2 separate regions of the Gossypium arboreum genome follow, and region 1 is linked to region 2. A link is a contact called in public Hi-C data. All regions are on one chromosome and are shown on one strand. The core of a region is the stretch at or near the end of the contact, and the rest is flanking DNA. Distances in the headings are between cores, read along the strand shown. Region 1 holds the start of LOC108477397 (polygalacturonase QRT3). Region 2 holds the start of LOC108478350 (VQ motif-containing protein 22).

The links. Hi-C and Micro-C count contacts between places; a contact is called where the count stands out from the background.
Region 1: a Hi-C map of leaf shows a contact between it and region 2, with 2.6 times the contacts expected there. The contact joins the promoter of LOC108477397 here to the promoter of LOC108478350 in region 2. A contact is called at or near these places in 3 of 5 Hi-C or Micro-C datasets (all in leaf).

Annotation. Positions count from the first base shown.
Region 1 is chr12:10,160,705-10,163,404 of ASM2569848v2, forward strand. LOC108477397 (polygalacturonase QRT3) reads right to left here and starts at 1,323. Exons shown (of 3, transcript XM_017779931.2): 1 at 835-1,323; 2 at 502-729. The coding sequence starts at 1,020.
Region 2 is chr12:10,026,916-10,029,615 of ASM2569848v2, forward strand. LOC108478350 (VQ motif-containing protein 22) reads right to left here and starts at 1,301. Exons shown (of 2, transcript XM_053023432.1): 1 at 640-1,301; 2 at 113-531. The coding sequence starts at 1,089. The coding sequence ends at 469.

The sequences.
Region 1 (2,700 bases), core at 73-2,572, 130 kb after region 2:
GTAGTTATGTGCAATGAATTTGAGTTGCGACGTTTCATAAAATTTTGGAGGGAAAAGAAAAAGTAAATGGTCGGAAATATTTCACTTTTGAAAGGGAGATTCTTCATTGGATGGAAATATTTCACTTGCATTCCATTTGGAAAGGCGGACCAACCAGTGTGTAGAGGCAACGTGGCATAGACAGCACATGCATTGCTGCAAAAGCGAGCCCATAAGCCTCCAAAGTCTTTTCAGCTTGCTTGTCTTGAAAGTTCAAACTTATACCAAATAAATTCTAGAAAGTTTAACCACTAAACTACGTTAGGCACAACACATGGCTTGAAAGTCACATACTTCAGAGAAATAAATTAGATATTTAAAATCTTGTAAATATCTATTTGGGAAAAAACCAATTACTTATATTTAAAAATATTCCATCTGGCTCACCAAATTTAAGTATATATGTAAAAAATTCATATGTATGTATGTATGTCTGTATAGATGAGATGGGTATAAACTAACCACAATATTGGCTCCCCCAGAAGAAGGAAACCTTATAGGATTGCTGATTTTGTAGCTTCCGCCGAGCAAATCAATGACGACACCACCCAAGTCCTTCAAGCCAGGCAGCATTTGGAGAGTGGTTTGGACCTGGAAAGCGTCATTCAGCGCTTGCGAAATGGCGTCACTGCTCTCTTGCACCCCAGTAGGGTCTGCCCCGTACGCAATTGGGTAGAACACTCTTCCATTCTAACCCCCCCCCCCCAACCCCGGGCACAATTCAACAAATTAAGCCCACACCTCAAATGTTATTTGCATACAAGATAAAAAATGTAGGGAGTTTCTAAGTCTTACATTTTTGGTGACTGAGTCTAAGGAGTGGAGATGGAGAGGAACAGAAGGTGGCGATGCCAGCTCTTGTAACTTTGATCCAAGTTCAAATAACTTGTCTTGCCTGATGCCGGTGGAACAACTAGTTTCCTGCAACAGCAACAACATGATTAGGTAGAAGGATGCTGCTGAGTAGGGTTTCTTAGTCATTTGTACTGGGTTTTTTTAATTCACTCAGAATCAGAGAGAGAGAGAGGAAGGGAGAAGGGGGTTATGAAGGAAAGAAACTGTTACTTTTTGCAACGCGGGAATGGAGCAGGTTCGGTTTTGGCTTGGGGGGGACTTAACTTATGTCATGGCATTTGCCCTTTGGTCAGTATTTTAGGTGCACTACTACTCCTACTTCCATACCTAAAAGGGTTGTGTTAACTAGGAAAGAAAATCAAAGTAAAATTAAATTATTTGAACTGTGAATGCCCTTAATTTCCTTTAAAACATACTTGGGTCCACTCTGATCAAATGTTTTGCAAGGAATTAATTATAACCAGTATGGATGGACGGTGTTGAGCCTGTCCAATCACAAAACAGTCCAAGGAAAATAAACTTTTAGACTTAAAAAATTTTGTAACTTGTTAGTAAAGTTCCATTCCTGTCTCATGTGATAGTACTAGTTTAACATGGTATTAATAATTTTATTTTAAATTTTAATATTTCTATTTGGATTTGATTTTAATTTTGTCAAAATAAAAATATTAATATGACATTAAACTATTAAAAAGAGATACAAATAATGTAATCATGTTCTTGATGAACATATAGACATACGAGAAAATGGTAAAATTTTAAATTAAATTTTTATAATTTATAAAATTTTAAATTAGTAATAGTAAAATTATATTTTCGTCCTTTCAAAAAAATAAAAATTAATTTTAATCTTTTAAAAATTATAAAAATATAAATTATTAAAATAATAAAATTATATTTTCACTATTATAAAAATATATAATTTAATTTCAATCTTTTATCCATCACCTGCACCAACCAACCAAGAGGAGAAGCGTGGCGCAAATATTAGGATGCCCGGCAGCAATGTTTCTTTTTCAATGTAATCAAATATTAATATACCAAAATCCACTATTATATTGTTTTAATAGTAAAGCAAGAGTCAAGACTGGTTAGGACATTTGTTAGTTTACTAGGAAAAAGTGAACATAAATATGAACAACAATGGTTAATATTGGCATTAATGCGGATAGTTGAGGTTGCAGACCGCAATAATTGACGTTCAGCATGTACTTGTAAGTCGAGCAAAATTTATTTGATTAAAAAAATTAAAAAATATTTAAACTTTAAGTTAATCAAAATTTAGATAATTTGATTTAAGTTTTGAGTTCAATTCGATTTGAATTTGCACAATTCGAATAACTTGAATAATTTGAATATTAGATCAGTGTGAATATCTTTTTGGTCATTATCAACTTTGAAGATAAGCAAATTAATCTTTCTCTTAACAAAATTACAAAAAATTTAAAATATATTTTTAAATTTAAAATATTTATAAAAATTCAAAATTTATATTGTAAAAATTCTATATATATATATATATATATATATATATATAAGTTAAAATTTAAAAATTTTGTGACCCAATTAATATTCAAATTTATGATACTCAAGTATCTTTTTTTTTTACTTTGAAAAAGTTTTTCAAATATATATTATTTCAAATTTACGTGATTTAGCATGAAATTAGTTATATTATAATAATATTTTTATTTGACATGTTTACTTTTTTAATTTAACTTGAACAAATTCACTTGATTCGATTCGACTCGACTCAATTTAAAAAATTTAAATTAAGTTAGGATGATAAAATAGGACTCAGTAAAT
Region 2 (2,700 bases), core at 51-2,550:
ATTTATTGGGTTTCTTCCTTATCTTGTTGTTGGTTGTGGATGATATCATAAACTTGTACGATGGGAGTGTTCTGTAGCAAAACTATACAAGTGTTGTGTATGTATATGGTCGTTTGTTTATTTTAGCTCCAATGCCCAACGAAGTGAGATAGCGCGATGGATTCAAATTTGAATGAAGGAAAAGTAAAGCCCCTTGATGGGGTTAGATTTATACAATAACCCTTATTTTTGTTTGCGCTGCTATATTACATTCCTATATGAACAAATTTATAGTATTGTCTGAAGAAGAAGACACTGCTTCAATGTTTATTGTTCATATCCTTCAAAGATCAAAGTAAAGAAATTGTAGTTCCTGTTTCCTTGTCTATGATATGGATACAGACAAAAGATATACTAAATAAATTCAAGTACTTGAATAAAGACATCAAAAGTAGGTGATGAATGGGTAGATTAAGTAAACATAAATACTTACAAGAAGTAATTGCCATCATTTGCATTTTCATTGGTGTAAGGGACGTCCCTATTAAACGCCTGCAAAGAAATATTATCCAAGTCAAAATCGTGGAGGATCTGATCGGCGTTAGCTCTACTGCTAGAAGAGCTAAAGTAGGCATCGGGGTGAACATTGGGGAATGATACCGCATGATGTTGTTGATGACTTGGTGGATAATAATAATCGTTGGCAGCGGCTGGCATTACGGAACTTGCAGTCCCGCTCTGATTTTGATCACTCCCGAGAGCAAAGTTCAAGTTGATAGGGCCTCTTCTGTTGTTGGTTGAAAGGGGTGGTGTTGTAGGACAACCAGTAAATCGTTGCACTAAGGCTCGAAAATTGCTGGCGTCAGCATTGAGAAGGGTGGTGGGTGTTTTCTTGGAAGCTCTTGCCCGCCTTCTTATTGGCTTTGGGGAAGAACCCTTTGCCAACTGATCATCTCTTCCTGAGCTAAGGTTCAGCTGGTTGCTCTCCGAAGAGGCTACAATAGTGGCATCAACATCAGAGAATCCCAAGGATGATGATGCCGACATTTCATCCATACTTTGTTCATAGAATTGCATCCATTCACTGGAGGTTCCCGTAGAGGTGTTCATGGAAAGGAATAATATCTATTCACTGATTTTCGCTGCTATTTTTTTTTTTTTTTTGGGGAATTCTTTGATTATAGAAAGGAACAACTTTTAGCTTCAATTTGTTCATACATATATACTAGTGACAGATAATGTCTGGTCAAAGTAAACAGGTATACTCTTGACCCTGCTTACAGAGAAGATTAAACTGCTTGAGCCCAAAGCAGAGCAGCTTCCTGGAAACAACGTGTGTTAATATCAATTATCAAATGGGTCATCATCAACATATCACATGCCTATAGGCTAAGTTTAGACCTTTGCTTTTGGTGGGTCTTTGCTTCTCGGTCAACCTAGTGCTTGAAAATAACAAATGAATTTAAAGTGTGGTTATTTTCCTCCGTTTTTCTTCTCCATTAAGTTGCATGTATACATAAGAACATGACGATACATGTCTTACACGATCAAATATAGATGAGTTTGAATTGAATTGAATTGGTGAGAGGCAATTCCCAGTAAAGGAGGCTGAATTTGCCCAAACAACATGCAAGATTGGAAATTGTAGGTTTTGAAAAGTCAGCATACCAAATATACCGGCTAGCTACATAATAAAAATGGGCAAGCTTCTAGATTCATATTTTCCACATTGCCCTCTTACATCAGTCCTATTCCATGCCAATCTCATGATAAATACATCCAAAATCAGTTTCTATCAAACCCAAACACAGAAACAAGTAATTATAGCTTGCTGGCTATTTCTGAGTTGCTGCCATGGGTTTCTCGTGAAGTAGAAAAATAAAGAAAGTTTGCAGTCCAGGGCATATTGATAATGAAGATGACATAACGGATAGCAAGTAGAACAAGAAACCATATATACTAATAATTGTTGAGATTACATTATGGTCATATTTACAGAAAAAACATAAAATAGTACTACTTGATTAATATAATATAAGGGAATTGTAGCTCGTGCGAATACTAGTTTTACTTTAAGGATGCCAATTCGACTTCTTTTTTCTAATATTATTAGGAACTCAGATGGGATTTATTGCTTGTTAAGCAAGCTGATGAGATAAGATTACTTATGAGTGGTATTTTCAGCAGGGGAGTCAGTCAAAAGAAAGGAAATAAATGCTGAATTTTGATATTTGTTTGTTTGGCTTGTCAGATGAACTCCATTTTATTTGCTTTATTTTCCATATTCGTTATACTCATTATTAACCCAAAATGCATTGGTTGTATGAATGGGAAAAGATGGGGGGGAAATTTCGCTTCTTTTATTGAAGTGTGGAAACGACGACTATTACTATATTCTTTTGTTTTGACCATCACCAAATTAAGAAAATGGATGATGGTAATTGGTCAAAGATGAACAGTATGGAATTAAGATAGAAGTTGACCAAGTGTTAATCACTCCTCTCTGCCTCTTTGTATGTGGCTTTACACTATCTACCATGTGACTCAGATTAAATGCCTTCAACCTACAACGGCTTATCCCTTTCGAAGAAACAAAATTCAAAGTTCAAACTGTTTTTTCTTTTTTTTCAATTTCAACATTAATCAGGAGCAGCATGCACAAGAAATGGCATAATAAGCATGAAATAGAACCCCCAGAAGCCGCAACAGCCATTCGCCACC